7 separate regions of the Mus musculus genome follow, and regions 1, 2, 3, 4, 6 and 7 are each linked to region 5. The links are chromatin contacts, called in public HiChIP or PLAC-seq, Micro-C and promoter capture Hi-C maps. All regions are on one chromosome and are shown on one strand. The core of a region is the stretch at or near the end of the contact, and the rest is flanking DNA. Distances in the headings are between cores, read along the strand shown. Region 1 overlaps Fmnl3 (formin-like 3). Region 2 has its middle 12 kb from the start of Nckap5los. Region 3 holds the start of Tmbim6 (transmembrane BAX inhibitor motif containing 6). Region 4 holds the start of Adcy6 (adenylate cyclase 6). Region 5 holds the start of Dnajc22 (DnaJ heat shock protein family (Hsp40) member C22). Region 6 holds the start of Cacnb3 (calcium channel, voltage-dependent, beta 3 subunit). Region 7 holds the start of Ddn (dendrin).

Evidence for each region. Promoter capture Hi-C pulls out the DNA fragments that hold promoters and counts their contacts. A called contact is a pair of places that touch in the nucleus more often than the background predicts. HiChIP or PLAC-seq counts read pairs in DNA pulled down with a chosen protein or histone mark.
Region 1: a contact with region 5 is called in a FOXA1 HiChIP or PLAC-seq map of pancreatic cancer cells. The contact joins the enhancer-like site here to the promoter of Dnajc22 in region 5. A contact is called at or near these places in 13 of 39 promoter capture datasets (the 3T3-L1 cell line, 3T3-L1-derived adipocytes, the HPC-7 cell line and 9 more), 1 of 484 Hi-C or Micro-C datasets (embryonic fibroblasts), 4 of 115 datasets of contacts at active chromatin or transcription factors (embryonic hindbrain, extraembryonic endoderm stem cells, microglia and 1 more) and 2 of 9 other capture datasets (adipose tissue and embryonic stem cells).
Region 2: a contact with region 5 is called in an H3K27ac HiChIP or PLAC-seq map of embryonic stem cells, with 5 times the contacts expected there. The contact joins the enhancer-like site here to the promoter of Dnajc22 in region 5. A contact is called at or near these places in 1 of 484 Hi-C or Micro-C datasets (embryonic stem cells) and 4 of 115 datasets of contacts at active chromatin or transcription factors (embryonic stem cells, extraembryonic endoderm stem cells and stem cell-derived neural progenitor cells).
Region 3: a contact with region 5 is called in an H3K4me3 HiChIP or PLAC-seq map of embryonic stem cells, with 5 times the contacts expected there. The contact joins the promoter of Tmbim6 here to the promoter of Dnajc22 in region 5. A contact is called at or near these places in 9 of 39 promoter capture datasets (the 3T3-L1 cell line, embryonic stem cells, hippocampal neurons and 4 more), 3 of 484 Hi-C or Micro-C datasets (CD8 T cells, cortical neurons and nephron progenitors), 12 of 115 datasets of contacts at active chromatin or transcription factors (the NIH/3T3 cell line, bone marrow-derived macrophages, cardiomyocytes and 7 more) and 2 of 9 other capture datasets (adipose tissue and embryonic stem cells).
Region 4: a contact with region 5 is called in a promoter capture Hi-C map of embryonic stem cells. The contact joins the promoter of Adcy6 here to the promoter of Dnajc22 in region 5. A contact is called at or near these places in 5 of 39 promoter capture datasets (embryonic stem cells and liver), 2 of 484 Hi-C or Micro-C datasets (both in embryonic stem cells) and 2 of 115 datasets of contacts at active chromatin or transcription factors (embryonic stem cells and pancreatic cancer cells).
Region 6: a Micro-C map of embryonic stem cells shows a contact between it and region 5, with 5 times the contacts expected there. The contact joins the promoter of Cacnb3 here to the promoter of Dnajc22 in region 5. A contact is called at or near these places in 1 of 39 promoter capture datasets (neural stem cells), 10 of 484 Hi-C or Micro-C datasets (differentiating embryonic stem cells and embryonic stem cells) and 5 of 115 datasets of contacts at active chromatin or transcription factors (embryonic stem cells and pancreatic cancer cells).
Region 7: a contact with region 5 is called in a Micro-C map of embryonic stem cells, with 5 times the contacts expected there. The contact joins the promoter of Ddn here to the promoter of Dnajc22 in region 5. A contact is called at or near these places in 10 of 39 promoter capture datasets (embryonic stem cells, epiblast stem cells, liver and 2 more), 1 of 15 datasets of contacts at CTCF or cohesin (stem cell-derived epiblast-like cells), 27 of 484 Hi-C or Micro-C datasets (B cells, differentiating embryonic stem cells, embryonic ectoderm and 3 more), 5 of 115 datasets of contacts at active chromatin or transcription factors (all in embryonic stem cells) and 3 of 9 other capture datasets (adipose tissue, embryonic stem cells and pancreatic islet).

The regions. Positions count from the first base shown.
Region 1 is chr15:99,357,820-99,360,519 of GRCm38.p6, reverse strand. All of the region lies in intron 1 of Fmnl3 (formin-like 3), which reads left to right. Among named protein-coding and RNA genes, the nearest start is that of Gm22951, 9.0 kb to the left of the region's middle. Within about 2 kb of position 1,334, at least 17 of the 459 cell types and tissues checked have an H3K27ac peak or open chromatin away from gene starts, as enhancers often do. A contact at or near this core is called in pancreatic cancer cells, where this site is marked.
Region 2 is chr15:99,419,311-99,422,010 of GRCm38.p6, reverse strand. No RefSeq gene overlaps it. Among named protein-coding and RNA genes, the nearest start is that of Nckap5los, 12 kb to the left of the region's middle. RefSeq lists an enhancer at 454-2,057. Within about 2 kb of position 1,335, at least 174 of the 459 cell types and tissues checked have an H3K27ac peak or open chromatin away from gene starts, as enhancers often do. A contact at or near this core is called in embryonic stem cells and stem cell-derived neural progenitor cells, where this site is marked.
Region 3 is chr15:99,391,615-99,394,314 of GRCm38.p6, reverse strand. It overlaps Tmbim6 (transmembrane BAX inhibitor motif containing 6), which reads right to left and starts at 1,368. Exons shown (of 10, transcript NM_026669.4): 1 at 1,275-1,368.
Region 4 is chr15:98,603,301-98,606,000 of GRCm38.p6, reverse strand. It overlaps Adcy6 (adenylate cyclase 6), which reads left to right and starts at 1,269. Exons shown (of 21, transcript NM_001368413.1): 1 at 1,269-2,127. The coding sequence starts at 1,270.
Region 5 is chr15:99,098,034-99,100,733 of GRCm38.p6, reverse strand. It overlaps Dnajc22 (DnaJ heat shock protein family (Hsp40) member C22), which reads right to left and starts at 1,250. Exons shown (of 3, transcript NM_176835.2): 1 at 1,134-1,250.
Region 6 is chr15:98,633,440-98,636,139 of GRCm38.p6, reverse strand. Cacnb3 (calcium channel, voltage-dependent, beta 3 subunit) reads right to left here and starts at 1,373. Exons shown (of 13, transcript NM_007581.3): 1 at 927-1,373. The coding sequence starts at 971.
Region 7 is chr15:98,806,630-98,809,329 of GRCm38.p6, reverse strand. It overlaps Ddn (dendrin), which reads left to right and starts at 1,405. Exons shown (of 2, transcript NM_001013741.1): 1 at 1,405-1,725; 2 at 2,130-2,700. The coding sequence starts at 1,517. It overlaps B130046B21Rik (a long non-coding RNA gene), which reads right to left. Exons shown (of 3, transcript XR_003951472.1): 1 at 2,106-2,700; 2 at 1,008-1,094; 3 at 1-461.

The DNA of each region.
Region 1 (2,700 bases), core at 85-2,584, 260 kb before region 5:
TCTTGTTCATTCCTCTGTGTTATTTTTCATCTTGAGATTATTTACTTAATTACTTATTTATCCTTTTTCCTACATTACTGACTCCCTGAGGGTGGGGACATTATGTTTGCTTATCATTGTACAGCTAACTACCTGGTATAGGTAAGCATCATTTACTATCTGTAGCTGATGGGAATCTCCAAGATAGGAGTGTGTGCATGTACAAAAATAATAATCTAAAGAGGTAGTTCAGACAGTAATGCTGTATGATAGAGTATGTACTTACTTATGTAGAGAAAAGGCCTAAAAGAATCAGAACCAAATTGTGTTGACCATCAGGGAAGATTGAATTTATCAAAAAAAATATATTTATATTATGTATTACTCTTTTAAGGAAAATAGAAGACTAAAAATAGAGTTGGAGGAGGGAACTTCAACTTTGAATGGTAATGATAAAAATTTCTCTTGCTTTGCACTCAGTCAAAAGATGAACAGGAGAGAGGGGGGGACACCCATAGGATTGGTAGCTCCTTCCTTCCTGCCTGTCACCTGCCTGTGGCGACCTGGGCATTGGCTCTTACAGAAGAAAGATGTCCATCTGCCCCAAGGCTGCAATTTAGGTTGTTGAGTGGCATCCTGGTTCCTTGGACTCAGGCAGGTTGTATATTTTTAGTCTCTTTCATTTTAGGTCCAGCTAAACTTGCACGTCTCGCCTTGGTGAAGCTGCAGTGACATCAGCAAAGACAGTGAGCCTCAGCTCTGACTTAGCTGAGCCGGGGCTCCTCAGGACCCTGTAGCAGCATTGTTCTCTAGAGTCTTGTCTTTTAGGAAAAGGATAACTAATAGTGCTTTAAAAAATGAAAAACAGAAAAAGACAATGTAATGAACGTGGCCACTCTGGAAAGTGGGACAGATGACATCCAGTGGCCTTCCACCACGGGAATGTTCCAGATCACCTTTTGATCATATTTACTGGATGGTAGTGGAATGCCAGCCCCAAGCAGTTACTTGGCACAAACTGTCTTATTCCTTCATCATGGCTGTGTAAAGCAGGAGTTTTTTTTTTTTTTTTTTTGGGTTGTTTGTTTTCGTTTGTTTGTTTGTTTGTTGTTTTAGATTTGTGTGCATGCTAAAGCTGAATGTAGGGTCTCAAGCGTGCAAGGCATATGATCTACCGCTAAGCCACAGCTCCAGACTAAAGCAGTTATTTCTGTGTCGTAGATGGGAAAGCTGAGGTCCAGGAAGGTTAAATGATTCAGGATTAAAGAATTAGTAAGTAACCAGGGTCTGCATCCAAGCTTTCTGACTCCAAAGCCATGTTGTATTTCCGTTTGTTTTGAAACATGATCTCACATTGCATGGCACCGAACTAGCCTGGAACTCACTGGCTCACACAGGTGTCTCACTTGGGCCTCATCCTCCTGAGTGCCGGGATTACAGCCACAAACCACACTGGCTCGAGTCCACATTTTTACACGCTCCTCTTCCCAGAGTTGACCTCTTGTTTACAGTCGGGTGACGCACACCTGTAATCGTAGTGCTTGGGAGATGTTGGCAGGAAGACCAGTAGTTCAGGGCCAGCCTCATCTATAGAGCATGTTCAAGGATAACCTGGAATAATGAGAAGCTGTCAAAAAAAAAAAAAAGGTAATTACAATATAGGTGTGATGGCACGTGCACTTGGTGGCTTGGAGGCTGGAGGATCAGGTCTAAGTCATCATGAGAGCCATAGTGAGTTTGAAACAGCTTGGGCTGGGTAATGAGTTTAGAGGCAGCTGGGACATACAGCAGAATATTATCTCACGAATCCCAACCAAAAACAAAAATAGGATTGTCTTTGGGAGCAAAGAATAGATTAAGAGAGCCAAGCAAAGACCTCATTTAGATTGGCAAGTCTCAGATCTACTCTGTTCAGTCATTCCTTTCTATGCACAAGGCACTCTCCTGAGCGCTTTAGAGCGTGCCAAATATATAAATGATGCTGCCTGAGTTGGAGAGACAAATGAGCGCCGAGCACTGTATTTTGAACGGGAGCATTAAGCCCAGCATGAGCGTCAAAGTTGGCTTTCCCCATAAGAGGATACGATTTGCCTTGCTCAGTTACATGTTTCTAAGAAACAAAGAACACTCTTGAGGCCGGGATGTAGCTCAATTGGTAGAGTACTTATCGAGCATGTGTATGGCACTGTGTTTGATCCATAAAATGAGCATGTAGTGCACTCCTGTGACCTCTGCACTTTGGAGATTAAGGTAGGAGGGTCAGAGGTTATTTTTACTACATAGTGAGTTCCAGGCTAGCCTGGGCTACACAAGACCTTGTCTCCATAGAAAAAGAAAACAAAAGAGCCACTCAGAGGGAATTCTTGAGGTGCTGAGATGTCAGTCAGTCAGTTGTAACCACACAGGAGTCAGAGGAGGGCAAGATCAGCCTGGTTCAGGAATGAAGTCAGGTACTGCTTTAAGTCTTGTCTTAAAAGTGACTAGGGTAGTCCAGAGGAGAGGAGGCGCTGCAGACCGAGCAGGATGGGACGAGGTTAAAAAGGGAGAATGAGCCGGCTGTTGGGAAGCTGCCGTTTGGAATAGAGGAGCCTGGTTACAGAGAAGTGAGCTTGGCTCAGGATGGACCTTACATCCACAGGGAGTTCTGTCTGAAGATTGACTGATGCTAGGAAAGGCTTTGAGGAGGCCCTGCTGCCCAATCTTTCATTAGGGAATAGAGAT
Region 2 (2,700 bases), core at 86-2,585, 320 kb before region 5:
TGTGCTTGCTGGCTTCTCTATAATCCTTCGGGTGGACTGGTGGGTAGGTCCAGGGACCCTCGGGTGCTCTAATGAGGCTCTGTGCCCTTCCCCTGGAGGAGCTGGCTAGAAGGTGACTTACAGTGACCTGTGTAGATCTGAAGCCCAGAGGATGTCACTGACCAGAGGGCACACAAGGCCATGCAGCCTTGGTGAGAAAGATGGGGAAGAGGCCTGTGATCATGCGCTCAAACCTCTCTATGCTCCAGGTTGGGGACTGGCCAGTTCGGAGCAGTCCCACTGGCTTTATATATAGACACGGGACAGTCAGTGACTACCCAGGCCGAGAGGGGAAGAGCCTGAGAGGACTACCCTCACACCGGCACACTATGCTGTCTCTCAACTCACTTCCTCGTGCTTTATAAACCATCTCTATATGACTCGGGAGCACTAGAAGCCAAGGATATTTATCACCAGAGCTGGCGTTCCTAAAAAAACCTATCACTACAAACCTTGGTTTTCCTCATCTGTATATTAGACTGAGAGGCCAGGTGGCCCCGCCCCATCAGCAGCCTGAGGCCAGGTGGCCCCGCCCCTGTTCTCCTTCACGCTCTACGCTCCGCCCACATCTGCCATCTTCCCTTAGCTGACGCCATCACTGAAGAAATTAACAAGACCAGAACAGGGTCTGACAATGCAGTTTTGTCCCTGCCCCTTCCTAGGTGTACTAACGGAAGTCTGCATCTTGGTTTCTGACCAACTCCTGACTGGTTTCTTGACCTGTTATTGCCCTAAGCCTGATGCATTACATCATTTCCTGTTAGAACTGCGTTGGCCTCCTAGATCCCATTCCTTCCTGGAAAGGAGTTTGGCATGGTGGGCTTTCATCTTCACTTCAAAGCTAAGACCAAAATCCATGTTCTCGACAGGGTCTGCTCAGTATGCTAGGAATTTGAAAATACCAGGTGCCACCTCGGTCCCTGGGTCAGAATGAGTTGACTGGAGAAATGTCCCAGGGCAGGATAGGCTGCAGGAACCATAGTGGTCCCGGGAGGCAGCCCTGCCCACCATGGTCAGCCATAGCCCACATGACAATCTCCCCCTCCCCCAACTCCTGCCTGATCCCAGTCAGCCATAGCCCACATGACAATGGCCCCCCTCCCCGGACCCAGGGCTCGGTTCCAACTGAAAGAATTTGAGGGCGGGAGCATGTGGGTTTATTGATACTCCAGGGAGCCCGGTTTCTTGGCGCTCAAGGAAAGCTTTGCTGAAAACCTCCTTGATCATGGCTGGGGCAGAACACTTGGTGTCTCGGTTTGCAACAGCTGCTTGTAAAGTTACTGTGACCTCACTCTCCTCAAGAACAATGGGCGAATGTTCATGTAAGACCTCAGCCGGGTTTCCCAAACACAGGAAGTTCAGACTGCCAGACAGCTGCCCTCCCCCAAAAGGCCAAAGCCAAAAGGCGGGAAAGAGGCGGGCTCCGCACACTGGCACCTCTCCTTTTGCAGGAAGCCCCCCGCCCCCACCCCTCCCTCCGCGACACCCACACACACAAAGAAAAAGAAAAAAAAAATAGCCTCTCTAAGGCTGCCAGGGGTTTATTTTATTTCCTTTTTTCTACTTTTCCCCCCCACAAATAGTATGTTTTGTTTCCTTTAAAAAAAAAAGTTTAAAAAAAGAAAACATGCTCTGTAGCAAACCCCAGCTCTAGATCCCCGCCCTTATTCTCTGGGGTAATTCAAGTGTATAAATAAATCTCTTAAAGCCAAAAGTTCACGGTAAGTACTTGTGGGGTCGTCTGTGATTTTAGGGAAGGGGACCAGCTGTTTTTTAAAGATTTATTTATTATTATATCTAAGTACACTGTAGCTGTCTTCAGACACACCAGAAGAGGGAGTCAGATCTCATTAGGATGGTTGTGAGCCACCATGTTGCTGGGGTTTGAACTCAGGACCTTTGGCTCGGAAGAGCAGTCAGTGCTCTTAACCACTGAGCCATCTCTCCAGCCCCGGGGACCAGCTTTTTAAAAACGTTTTAATTATTAAAGACCTACAAATCTGGGTTGATTCACAGCCCTCTGTCCAGTTTCAGGGTACGGTTCTTGCTTGTGGGAACATGAACCCTAGTTTCAAATAGCTGGCACCTACATAAAAGCCAGGCTTGAAGGTGTGTGTCTATAACCTCAGCACTTGGGGGTGGGGGAGGGGGCCAAGCCAGGTGGATATCAGGACTTGATAAGTAGCCAGTTGGGTCAAATGGTAAATCGCAGGTTCAATAATAGATTGTCATAAGAAGAAAGCAAGGCCCAGCGTGCTAGCACTTAGGAGGCAGAGGCAGGCAGATCTATGAGTTCTAGGACAGCCTGGTCTTCAGGGTGAGTTCTAGGACAGCCAGGCCTACACAAAGAAACCCTGTTTCCAAAAAAAAAAACAAAAAACAAAAACAAAAAAGAAAGAAATGGTCTTTTGGAAGCCAGGTGTGAGGTGTTGACACTTTGGCATCAGCATCTGGGAGGCAGGAGGCCAGGCCTTCCTGAGCTGCAGAATGTAGTAGCCTCAGCTACAGAAGACCCTGTTTCAAAAACAGTCAGACCCCTGTACAGACTCAGGGGTAAAAGGCCCTTGCCACCAAGCCTGACTCACTTCTCCAGGCCCACATGGTGGAAGGAGAGAGCAGACAGCCATCGGTTGTCCTCTGACTTCTGTGTGCTACGTACTT
Region 3 (2,700 bases), core at 119-2,618, 290 kb before region 5:
TTTCTCAAGGACTCCAGACACTCTCTACTAGGGGAAAACTGAGGGGAATCTAAATGTCCACTTGTTCAAGTCAAAGCAGAAAACAAATTAGACAATAAAGAAACACCAAAGAAAATAAATGTAGCAACTACTGACTTAAGTGTGTTAGCAGAAGGCATGAAAACGTGATTGGGCAATTCAGGGACTTCCTGAATCATACCTCTCTCTTAAGATACCCATACAGCCACAAGGTAAACCACATACAAATATTAATAAGTAACTACAAAGTCTGGCATTGACCTTCAGCCTTCAAATTCCTGTCTGTGTTTCAGGCAGTCAGCTCGTCCGAAGTGTTACACATTCACAGGTAGTTTGTGTAACTGGAGAGTCTCAAGTTCAAAGTGGTTTTGTTGTTTGGCCAACACAAGCCTGGTTGGACAGGCAAAGCAACCTGGCCTGGCACCAGACAACTTGTTTTTGTTTTTGTTGTTTAAAAAAAAAGAAAAGGAAAGAAACGAAGGCAGGCAAGCCAAAGCCTACTTATCAGTCAGTCCAAGAAAAACAGTACCCATCGCCGCCCTTCCGGGGCAGACTCTGGAACTCACCCAGGGTTCAGGACGAAGCAATCAAGGCCACCTCACCTGTCCAGAGGCAACCAATCAGATCAGAGTGGGGCTGCTCCGTGGGCCTGGGGAGCCAGGCTAAGCCCGGGGCTTCTCACCTCGGCCTCTACCATTGGCTTCTAAGTAACTAAGGAATCTCGAGTGTCATAAAGAAGTGTGACATCACCTGGCCCGCCGTGACAGGGCAGCCTTATAACCAGGCCTACCTCAAGTCCCCAACCCCGACGGCTCACCCAGGCGAGGCAGAGGAACCCGAGAAGGAACAGCCGAGAGGCGATCGCAGGGTGGGGCGGGGTGACCACAACGACACAGCTTTCTCTTTCGTTTACCTCAAAGTCAGGGGTGGGGGACCCGTCCCGAATTCAAGCCCTGAACTCGGCTGAGGGTGGAAGGGACGCAAGCGAGGGTCGCTAAGAGGCCTGCCTTCGCCACAGACACAGGTCCAACTGCCCGGGAGACCCCGCAGACTCGCCCCCGCCGGCGCTGCTGCGCATGCGCGGCATTAGTTCCTCCGCGTCCCTCCCCGCCCAGCTTTCCTTCGATCTCGACGCAGAACAGGCCGGGTTGCCTAAGGAGCTGATCCGTCCGAAAACGGAAGCTACTACCCTCTCCCGCGCTTGCTCCCTCCCTATCCCTCACTCCGGGTTTGCCCGATCCTAGTTTCGCACGTACCTTCTCAGCCCACCTCTCCGGAGCTTCCCTGCTCTGCTAAAACCGGATGTGCTCTGAGTCTCCGGGGGTTGGCGCTGGAAGTCTACCCACACCCGCCCCCTAGGGAAACCCCGCCCTCAGACCTGCCCAGGCGAGTTCTCATTGGCCCCCGGCTGCACTGCTCCTGTCCGTTATCTGCACGTTCATAAACAGCAGCCGCTTTCGTCAGAGTCATTGGCTAATACCCCTGTCAATCAAGACTGTAGCCACCAACCCGCACCTTAGCAATAGGCCTCCGCCTTCTTCCCCCTACATAGGAAGGATGGACGTCGGGCTTCAGACCCATGGAGTAGGAAAAGTGAAATGGGGCGTGTCAGGCTTAGACCGTTGTCATGTGAGACCACCCACCCATGACACTAAAATGTCCCAAGATGCTGGTTTTAAGCCTCTCATGGGATGGTAATGAAGGAAAGCGAGGCAGCTCTCCCTGGGATCTCTGTTTTGTTTTTTGAGACAGGGTTTCTCTGTCCTGGCCTTCCTGGAACTCACTCTGTAGACCAGTCTCTTAAGTGCTGGGATTAAAGACATACGCCACCGACACCCGGCTTTCTCGAGACCTTTTAACATTGAATATAATGGCGCTTACGCTTCAGAGCACCTTTGAAGGGCCAGCCATTCTACAGGGACCCAGGGACCCCAGCCTGGAGGGTCTGAGGCTACCCGGTAGCTCAGGAGCCCCAAGCAAACTGGCTACAGAGACCACAACCACCTGCATGGAAGTGAGTGGTTTTTGGTAGTTACCCAAGGCCCTGCAAGTCAGGTGTAACGGCCTCAAAGACCTGGTCTTGCAATCCTAACCAGCTCTTTAGAGACCTGGCCAAGGGCGGTCAAAGAGCAGGTGGTTCCCTGGCTCGCCACGTCCCTTAGGGCGTGTTCCCTAGTTGGAGCATAACCTAGTTGGAAGGAGCTGTGAAGCTAATTTTAAAAGAGAGAAAAAAACCAAAAACCAGGAGCCTTTATTTTCTTATTTTTATTTTTTGTGGCCTATGCTTTTAAAAATCAATTTCACAACTCATTAGTACTGTCTGAAATCACAAGTATAGAATGGGTTCCAGCTGGATCCTGGGTAGTTGAGGGCTGCATGCTGAATTAGGGCCCTGAAGGACTCCAGAGTGAGGCAGCCTGAGGAGTGTGTAGAGGAAAGGTGGAAGACCATCTGAGCCTCTCAGTTCTGCTTCCAGCAAAGCCCTTAGGGCTGACCATGGTTTGGGCCAAGGTAACTTTTACCTACTACACACTCAGGAGGTAGAGGCGAGCAGATCGCTGGTCTGAGAGCAGCCTGGTCTATAGAACGAGTTCCAGAACAGCCAGAAATACCCAGAGAAAGCACGGAGAAACGGGGTTGGGGGTTGGGCAGATCAGAGACAGAGACACTAGAGACAGAGAG
Region 4 (2,700 bases), core at 20-2,519, 490 kb after region 5:
ATACTAAGTGTGGAACCCAACGCCTTGTGTGTTCTAAACAGGCATTCTACCACTGAGCCGCACTCCCCTCCCTCCTTTCCTCCTTATTGTTTGCTCCTACGTTTATTGAGCACCTACTGTTAGCCCCAATAGCTCTGGAGATGAAGTGCTGACAAAAATAGGTATAGTTTCTACATGCACAAAGCTTGTAGTCCCCGGGACGGAGGCGTACGTTAAACGAGAAATGATTTAATTATAATGGCAATAAGTACTGTGGAGGAGATGAACAGAGGTTAAACTGGACCAAACGTAGTCTTAGGGGTGGGGCTGGGAAATTTTCCGTGAGGAAGTAACGTTTAAACTGTGACCTGTGGGAGAAATTGAATTTAGTTTGCTGAAGAGTGTGTGTGTGTGTGTGTGTGTGTGTGTGAGAGAGAGAGAGAGAGAGAGAGAGGGGGGAAGGAGGGAAGGAAGGAAGGAAGGATATGGAAAGAATCCCTTTTGTGTAGAGGTCAACGATCAACAGTTCACAGCAGAACATATTCTGTTGACAAGATGTATTAGGCTTGTGTGTAGTTTGTTTTTGTTTTGTTTTCTTTTCTGAGACAGGGTTTCTCTGTGTAGCCCTGGCTGCCCTGCAACTCACTTTGTAGACCAGGCTGGCCTCGAACTCAGAAATCTGCCTGCCTCTGCCTCCCGAGTGCTGGGATTAAAGGCGTGTGCCACCACACCCAGCTCAATTTTTTAAAATATGCTTTTATGTGCATTGGTGTTTTGCTTTCATGCATGTTTGCATGAGAAAGTCAAAGCCCCTGGAGCTGGAGCCATAAACAGTTGTAAGATCTGCTTTGTGGGTGCTAGGAATTGAACCAGAGTCCTTCAGAAGTATGGGGAGTGCTCTTAAAAACTTAGCTCTCAGATCCTTTACTTATATGGTTGCTGGGTCTTTTCCATGTGTCTGTGTTCCTTACCTTTGAGTGGGGGTGCAGCTGCCTCTCCTGGGGCAGTTTTATCAAGACGGTGGGAATGGGAACTGGTGAGATGGCTCCTCAGTTAAGAGCACTGACTGCTCTTCCGGAGGTCATGGGTTCAAGTCCCAGCAACCACATGGTGGCTCACAACCATCCACAACGAGAAGCAAGCAAGCAGGGCTGGAGCAAGAGGGAGAAGGGGGGGAAGATGGTGGGAATGAAGACCAGAGTTGTAGGAAGCGCTCAGGTCACAGGCTACTATGGTGGCTGTGGCCACGCAGTGGTATTAATACCATTCCCTGTCTCTCCTCCCAGCAGCATGTCATGGTTTAGTGGCCTCCTGGTTCCCAAAGTGGATGAACGGAAAACAGCTTGGGGGGAACGCAATGGGCAGAAGCGCCCACGCCACGCGAATCGAGCCAGTGGCTTCTGCGCACCTCGCTACATGAGCTGCCTCAAGAATGCGGAGCCACCCAGCCCCACTCCTGCAGCTCACACTCGGTGCCCCTGGCAGGATGAAGCCTTCATCAGGAGGGCGGGCCCGGGCAGGGGTGTGGAGCTGGGGCTGCGGTCAGTGGCCTTGGGGTTTGACGACACTGAGGTGACCACACCGATGGGCACAGCTGAAGTGGCACCGGATACATCGCCTCGGAGCGGTCCGTCCTGCTGGCACCGGCTTGTGCAGGTGTTCCAGTCTAAGCAGTTCCGCTCTGCCAAGCTGGAGCGGCTGTACCAGCGGTACTTCTTCCAGATGAACCAGAGCAGCCTCACGCTGCTCATGGCGGTGCTGGTGCTGCTCATGGCTGTACTGTTGACTTTCCACGCTGCGCCTGCCCAGCCTCAGCCTGCTTACGTGGCCCTGCTGACCTGTGCCTCTGTCCTTTTTGTGGTACTCATGGTGGTGTGTAACCGACACAGCTTCCGCCAGGACTCCATGTGGGTGGTGAGCTATGTGGTCCTGGGCATCCTAGCAGCCGTGCAAGTCGGGGGTGCCCTGGCAGCCAATCCACACAGCCCCTCGGCGGGCCTTTGGTGCCCCGTGTTCTTCGTCTACATCACCTACACTCTTCTTCCCATTCGCATGCGAGCCGCAGTACTCAGCGGCCTGGGCCTCTCTACTCTGCATTTGATTTTGGCCTGGCAGCTCAACAGCAGCGACCCCTTCCTTTGGAAGCAGGTAGGTGTGACAGAGTGAGGGTGGGAAAGAGAACTTGCTGATGGAGGGACACAGTATCGATATAGCCATGTCTAGATCGATCAGGCCAAGCTTCACGGGCTAGCCTCTGCTTGGGACTTGTATCAGTGAGCATTGACGAGGAACAGGTCTGTAGTGTGTCACCACAGGCCAGTCTTCAGCTCTTTGGCTTAGGTCAGTAGACATGCCATGTGCAGGTCTCCCTGACCTCTTGGTAACCTCTGAGACTCAAGCCCTGTTGTTACTCCTACGAAGAAGCAGCTGTAGGTAGTTTTGCAAAGCTTCCATAAGCAAGGCCTTTCTGCTCCTTGCCAGAAGCTGTGGCCTGTAGCCCACCATGGCCTCAAAAACAAAGAGAAAGTTGCTTGGGGCTCCTGGGGTGAGGAGCTGGGTACTTGGGCTTCATGCCCTTCCCTGCTTGGAACAGTACATACCTTTTTAACAGTAACTTTATAGCTAGTTTGTTGTGGAGCAGAGTCCCCGCAGGGCACTGTCAGACCTCTTAAAGGGACAGACCCTTCTGTGCTAGCTAGGCCCTAGGTTCTCTTCTTGGTT
Region 5 (2,700 bases), core at 1-2,500:
TCTTCCGTTAGCACCCCAGTCCTGTTATTTACAATCACAGTGACTCCATATTTAAGGGAGGAAATGCTTCAATTAAAATATTTTCATTTATTTATTATTAATTTATTGATATTTGAGGCACAGTCTTATTGCACGTTCCAAACTGGTCTTATGCGGCCATAGCTGAGGACATCTTGGTCTTCCTGCCCCTACCTCCTCAAGTGCTGAGGTTATAGGCATGTGCCACCATGTCCAAGGAAGAGAATGTTTTTGTTTTTAAGATTTATTCATTATTATGCATACGTACACTGTAGCTGTGCTCAGACACACCAGAAGAGGGCATCAGATCCCATTACAGATGGTTGTGAACCACCAGGTAGAGTCAGTGCTCTTAACCGGCTGAGCCATCTCTCCACCCCCAGGAAGAGAATGTTTTAAGTGACTTTAAGTTGGGACACTGAGAACTAGGTGCCTGAACAACAACAACAACAACTCAAAAGCTTGGGACTAACGGGTGACCCAGGGGTCACTTGGGGTTTAAATTCCCAGCACCCACATGGCAGCTCATAGATGCCCTCTTCTGGTCTCCAAGGATATCAGGAGTGCATGCAGTGCACACACAAAGGTTCAAGCAAAACACCCGTGTACATAAAGTAAAATTGAGAAAGAATAAGAAGGGGGAAAAAAGAAGCTTAAATTTCTATCCTCCCCTTAGACTCTGGAATAGTAATGGCTCACAGGAAAGGGCTGAAGAGAATACTTTTTCACTGTTTCAAACCCCTTTGAAAGCCAGTGTCTTAGCCAAACTCACTCCTTTAACATCGTGTGTGTGTGTGTGTGTGTGTGTGTGTGTGTGTGTGTGTGTGTGTGTGTGTGTGTGTAAGCGGGTGCATTCTGTAACTCGGCCAAAGCCCTTTCCAGCTTTCCCATCTCCCCAGACTATGCCGTTCTCCCACAAGCCAAATTTGAAAGGGACCCTGAACTCCTTCCACTTAAACGTTCTGGAGAACATTTTGACCCAGACCTTAGCACCCCACAGCCCAGCCATCCTATCCCTATCAACCAGATCGAAGGCACTCTACAAAGCGGCCGCAAAAATCCTCAGAATATCAAATCTGCCTGCCAATCGTCTTACCTACTTCAAGCAAACTCACCCTCAGGCAGTCCCAGCAGGGCCGCAGTACCTGGCAGCCCAGGCTTCCAGGCTGCTTCAGAACAGCCATTGCCTTTGAACACAGATTCAAAATGGCCCCTCTGTAACTGCTCTCACCTCCACACAAGTGGACTTTGTCCCTCAGTGCTGGGTGACTGTGTTTGAAGTCAGGCCACCTCCTGCAGGCCCCGCCCCGAAAGCCCTGGTCAGCCCCTTCGTAGCCACCTTCCGGTCCTGTGTTCCTGGGCTCTGATCGCCCTCTCTACGGGAAGCTTTCCCCAGACTCACCCAGTTTTACACTGTAGGGCCTGGAACCGCGCCCCACTCCCGGCAGTGCGCACCTCTTGCAGCACTTCATTAACACCGCCAGATGGCGCTGCCGTTTACGGAAGGGAGGGTCCCCAAAAGTCCCAGATCTCCTTTTTGCAAGGTTGGGACATTCCTGGTCAAAGCTGTCCGAACCGTGCAGCTACCTGGCGGGAGAAAAAGGGCGACTCTATCAATAAAATTAAAAATCTCGACTTCCTCTCCTCTCCGCCACAAATGGGAGGTGATCCCTGTCTCGCTTCTCTCTGTACTCCAAGACGGCCATTATAGGATCACGTCTAATTTCTTAAAGGAGAGACATCCACTCAGAGGTGAAGGAGAGAGCCCCTCAAGACCCGCAATTCTGCCTCACTACCTTGCTTCCAGGCCTTCCAGTTAGGGGACTCCACAGCCAGACCTGGGAGTCTGAGCCTGCATAGCCCAGAATCCATAGAGCCAGAAGCTGTTCAGACCCTTGTAGCCTGAAGCAAAGGGGGGGGGGGGAACCCACACCAGCAAGGGATACAGGGTGGGGGCGAGCCATCAGAAGAGTAAGGGCAAACCCAGGGAGACTCGGGGGAGAGGAGCCTGCCTTCTCGCTTGGACGCTGGAATGGAGCTGGCTTACAAGATGCCTTCAACATCCCGGGCTACAATCCCCGAGCAGCTCCGTGACCTTGGCCAAGTCACACCCTTTCCTGAGCTTCAGTTTCTTTTAAAAGAAGCTTGGATCTACGAAATTCCCCAGGCTTGATTAGAGGTAGGGATGGAGCCGGTGGGCTTCACTTAGGGTCACTTGTCAACAGTGGGCAGAATGTTTTAGCTCCCTCCAACGTCTAGTTCTAGCTGGGGACTAGATATGGCCCCTTTAGGGCTGAGGAGGGGCGACAAAACGACAACCCAGCCACGGCTGGGGACGGGGGGCGGACGGGGGCGCTGAATAATGAATGAGACTTAATTGGGCCCGCTCTGCGCGGCGGCGCGCTAAGCTTGGCAAACAGCGCGGGCAGAAGCAGCCGCCGCCGCTGGACAAACAAACTCGCTCGGGAGCCGGGAGCCCAGTGCGAACCGCCTGGAGGGGGAGGGGACCCCGGGGAGCCAGGTCTCCTGCTCGCAGGAGGGGCCCAGAAGTGTCCAAAAACGCGAAAGGGATGAAGGCTTCGGGCCCAGCCTAGAAAGGACGGACTGGGGAGGGAGCGAAGCAGATTTTTGCCGTAGAGCCCTGGGACCCAAGGGCAATGTAAGCGCGTGAAAAAGATGGAG
Region 6 (2,700 bases), core at 124-2,623, 460 kb after region 5:
AAGCCCTGTTAGTGGTCCTTTCCCATATCGAGTGGGATGTCTAAGGGGAGACTGGTGACTCCATGAGGCTCTGACACTGACCCCCCCCCCCAACTCTTGTCCCATCTTTCCAGGCAGTCTTTCTGCTCTCTGAGCTCCGGGAATCACTGTCTAATGAGCTGATTTGTCTCAGTGGGTCAGGAGATAAAAGCAAAGAGAAGAATTAAATATTTATTGGTTGCCTGGTTCTCGGAGCAAAGAGCTTCCTTCCCATCCCCATGCCCCTGAGCTCCCCTGGCCTCACCTCCAGGCCCTCCTCTGCAGGGGGCTAGACTGAACACAGTCTGATGGCCCACCCCTGTGGTTGGTGGCCTTTCCAAGAAGCTGAGCTAGAGGCAGTGGTGAGTGAGAGCAGTCAAGGCCATGCGCAGGGGGGGTGGGCAGAGAGGAAAAAGAGACCAAGTTCTAGAATTCCTGTCTGCAGAGGCTGGTACGCGAGTCGCTAATGTTCTTCCAGCTCCCTAATTTGTCATTTACTTGAGGCACAAGTCCGGAGTGTCTCCCCCGGAGCTCAGCTTTCCCTGTTGTGTTCAGACCCCATGAACCCAGGATACGGAACTCCAAATGTTCCATGTTCGCTCTAAAAACCTCGGTGTCGGGGCCTTCTGTCCTCCCCTCCTCAGCCTCCTATGTCCTGAGCTTTGGGGCCACCTGCTCGAGCCTTCCCCCTACAGCGTCCCTGTGCACACACCGGAGTACCTGGGATACCTGGCTATGAGAGACCATCTTCCCACTTTCCTAGAGAGCCCCCCGCCGGCTTACGCGCGCTGCCCCGCTCGCTGCCAAGGCGTTTTTCAAAGTGCAGAACTGGGGGAAGGGTTGAAGAGAGAGAGGTGTCATCCCAACTCCCCCACCCCCACCCCCCACCCTCCCCCGCGGGCACTCACCGCCTCCGAGTCCTCAAACCCGGGCACGTAGGAGTCGTCATACATGGGGGAGTCCGGGGTGGGTGGGGGGAGCGAGCGGCGCCGGGGGCGAGGACGGCGGGCCGCGCCCGAGATGCCACCGAGCCGCGCAGCCCTGCGGGCGGCGGCGGCGGAGAGCGCGAGCGCGAAGGAAGGAGCGAGCCGCGAAGACCAGCTGCTCGCAGCTCAGATCACCGCTCCCCTCCCCACCCCCCAGCCCAGCCGGTCCCACCCCGAGCGCGCCAGCGCGGCTGAGGAATCTGCCGCCGGCTCCCACAACAATAGTGCCCGCCCACCTGACCCCCTCCCGGGAAGACGCGGGCGGCGGGGGCGCGGCAGCCAGGGGGGACCCGCCGGGGCCGCGGAACCGGGCGCACGCGAGTCGGGAAGGTGGGTCCCCGGCACCTCCGGGGCCGGGGCGGCGGGGAAGAAGGGCGGAGAGGCTGCAGGCGGGGCGGATCCCGGCGGGGAGGAGGCGGGGCGAGGAGAGATGCAGAGACAGGGACTCTCGCAACCCAGGAACTGCTCCGCCGGGAAACAAAGGGCTGGCGCGGGGGAGGGGAAGGGGAGAGACGCCGCAACCAGACGCGAGCCCGGTGGAGAATCGAGAGGGTGCGGGCGGCGGGGAGGATGGCTGGAGAGAGAGGAGGACTGGAGGCAGGGAGAACGCGGAGACAGGAAAATGGAGATCTAAAGGAGGACGGACAGCAGATGGGGAAGAGGTCTCAGGTGATCCGGCAATGTCAGCTCTCTGCAAGTCCTGGAGACACCCAAAGCAAACCCCGCAGTGGTACTAGGGAGAAATGGTTTTGAGCTCCCAGACCCGTGCCATGAAAGCAGCTCCTGCCCCAACAGGTGCCCGGCCCTCTCCGTTCCGGGCTGCGGTAAAGGGCCGACCCTTAAGAAGGGGGAAGTTCGGGGACGGTGGCTAGGCCTCCCCACACCTGTTGCACGGGCAGATTTTATCCAAGTTAAGCCGGGATGGAGATTCTCTTCTTCACTTCCCTGCCAAGGATTGTGCCAGACATTGCCAAAGCATCCGCGGGAACTGGGGCAGAAAGGGGCTGTTTTAGGTGAGCTTAAAGGGTGGAGCAAAGGTGCGATCCTGACGCTGAGGTTGGGAAGGAAGAAGGGTAAAGCCTACCGCTTTGCAAAAGACCAGAATTACGTACGGTGTGCAGGATGCTGGTTCTAATCATCCAGCACCAGTCAGCGCCCTCCACCCCCACCCCGCCATTCGAGGAAAGAGTCGCAATCTCTGAAGAGATCTTCTAAAAGCTGTCATCATTTGAGCTCGCTCCCTTTTTACATCCCTCCCCCCCCCCCCCCGACCAAAATTTTCCTTTTGCATTTTAACCTCCTGCTTGGGCATCCCAAGAGGATGTGAGGCAGACACCAGCCGTGCTTGGTGTCTCGCTTTCTCAACTCAGCCCTTTGCCACTTCTAGCTCCTGAAACCCCGGAGGGTGTAAGTTCAGGACACTTGCCCACCCTTCCGGTTACAATTGGGAAGGGTTCAAGAGATCTATAGAAGGTTCTGTGCGGTAGAAAGGAGAGGAAGACCACCCACCCAAGCCAACTGGCTTCCCACCTATATCTTATCTTCCTGTTCCCTCGGTAAGAAAAAGATGGGGGGGGGGGCTCATCTAATGACACCCTAGTCTGTCTCCTGACTGAAGGACCGGCAGGCAACTTTATTGGAGCCCTTGTGTCTGAGGGCACCAGCTGCAACTGGGGGAGGCAGCTTCCACTGCTCC
Region 7 (2,700 bases), core at 156-2,655, 290 kb after region 5:
CCTTAAAAAGAAGGCTCTGTATCCAAATGCTCCTTGTACTTCTATGAAAAACCAACTTTTGTCTCTCCCATTTACCCCACCAAGTCTCAGCTCCTGGGAAGCAGCTGAGGAAAATGGGGATAGACACACTTTGCAAGCCCACAGGCTTCTGTTCCTAAAGTCAGGAGCAGCAAATGGTCCCTTCTTCCTCAGGAGCCATTGCCACCCTCTCATCCCGCTCCCTACACTTCTCCCCTCCCCTGAGCTGCTGCTATGGTTGCCAGGCATGGTTGCTAAGTCTCTGCATGGAAGGTTGGCGTGGGCTGTGCTGCCACTAACATTACCATGGTGAATCAGGGGACACCTGGTACAGGCATAGGGGGAGGGATCCCGAGGATGCAAGCAGCAACCCCCCAGAATCGAGTGAGTCCAAAAGGTGAGCTGCACCACACCATGCCAGTCAAGTGAACTAGAGCCCCGACCTAGGAAAGAAAGGCCACTTTTATCTTTTCTGTTGCTAGGGGATTTGGCTGTGCCACAGGAGCACTCTAGTCCATCCCCCTCTGTTAGGGTACAAATGTATTTAAGCACTCTATCTGCACCCCACATAAGGCTTGGAAGAGCTGTGTGGGCACGGAACTGTGTAACCCTAGAATCCTGGCTTCTGGGTTAGGGGAGCTAGCCTGCTGCTCAGGGAAGGCTCTGTGGGTGCCCAAGGACACCCATATTTAGAGTAGGAGTCGTCCTGCTGTTTGGTGGCCAGGATAGATGGAGTTCCGCCTCAGCAGAGAAAGCTGAGGCATACAGGTGCACCTTTCTGAGGTCTTGGGGGAGCAGCTCTCCCCCAGAGTCGCACAAAAGCTTCCTGAAAGCGGCACCTCTTCTCTGTACTGCTTAGGAACTGGTTACTCATCTCAGCTGCACCCGAATGCCACCGACACTAAAAATAGCCCGCTCCCCCCAGCTGTGGGCCAGCCTCTCTTGCACCCCAACCCCATGGAAACCAGCAGCGAGTGGCAGGCAGAGACCTTGAGTTCTGTTCTCACCACTCCCTGTCGGAGAAAGGAGTCTGGGCGAGCAGGCAGGAATAGAGAGAGCACTGGTGGTCAGGCAACCTGACAAGCAGGAAAGCAAAGGGTTAAAACTTCGGGAAGGATGAAGAAATGGGGGCTGGAGGAGAGGGCACCGTAAGCTTGGCAAGAATCAGAAGTCTCTCCCCGCCCACTCGCAGGTCCCATTAGGCTTGGGGGACCTGAGCAGTGAGTGGGAAGGGGCGTCCAATCCCAGGCCCCAGGGGGCGGCCGTGCACATGGGGGAGGAAGCAGCGCGGAGCCGTCCACGGCGGCGTGTCACATGCGCGCGCGCTCGCGCGCTAGCACACACTCACACACGCACAGACAGGCACACACGTGTGCCCGGGTATATATAGTTGCCAGTCCCTGGGCCTGCCGCTCTGCAGTGGGCGCCGGCTCCCTGGGTTGGGAGGGGGCTCACGGGGCGGGTGGGAGGGTGGGGGGCCGGGGTGGGGTGGGGCAGGATGCTGGATGGCCCGTTATTCTCCGAGGGGCCCGACAGCCCCCGGGAGCTCCAGGATGAGGAGTCCGGCAGCTGCCTCTGGGTGCAGAAGTCCAAGCTGTTGGTGATTGAAGTGAAGACTATTTCCTGTCATTATAGTCGTCGCGCTCCTTCTCGACAGTCCATGGACATCCAGGCCAGCTACTGGGCCCGTGGGCCCCAGAGCCGCACGTGAGTGAAGGAGGGGTGAGGGGCAGCAAGTGGTGGGGCGGGAAGTGGGGTCCAGACCTCCCCGCTGGCACCAGCAATTGCTGCTGTTCCCTTCTCTTTCCCGCGCCTCCCTCCCCCCACTCGTCGAGGACTGGGGCCTGAATCATTGAGCGCTGTTTAGGGGGACAGGAGTACTAGTGGCAGGCGGTGAGATGGGGGCAGTCGCTGTTAAAGTGTGCATGGAGAGATGGCGAGGAGTCTCATTTCGACTTTAGCCCTAACATATACGCACGTGCACTCGCTCAGACACTCACACGAACCCTCCCACATGGCTGCCCCAAGTGGTCTCCAGTGCTCCCAGCTCCCCGGACCTCGGCTCTCTGTCCCCGCAAACTGCTCACCTGGGTTCCTGCTCATTGTCCCAGGTGTAGGCTGCGCCCGGGATCCCCTGAGCCGCCACCCCGCCGACCCTGGGCCTCCAGGGTGCTGCAGGAGGCAACCAACTGGCGGGCGGGCCCCCCCGCCGAGGTCCGAGCCCGGGAACAAGAGAAAAGAAAGGCGGCGTCGCAGGAGCGGGAGGCCAAGGAGACCGAGAGAAAAAGGCGCAAGGCTGGCGGGGCCCGACGGAGTCCCCTAGGTCAGCCCCGCCCAGAGCCCCGGAACGCCCTTCGGGCAGCCCAACCTACAGGGTTTCCAGTTTTCTCCAGACCAGAGCGCTTCGGGCAGGTGGGGCGAGCGCCCCGACCATCCGTGCTCCCGCAGGGTGACCCAGGGGTTGCATGGGCGGGGCCATGGGGAGGCAGAAGGCCAGGGCCCCCTAGCTACGAGGCTCACCTGCTGTTGAGAGGCTCTGCAGGCACAGCCCCAAGGCGCCGCTGGGACCGGCCGCCACCCTATGTGGCTCCACCTTCTTATGAAGGTCCCCACAGGACCCTGGGGACTAAGCGAGGCCCGGAGCTCTCCCGGGCGCCCACCTCATCAGCCCCAGTTCCAGCC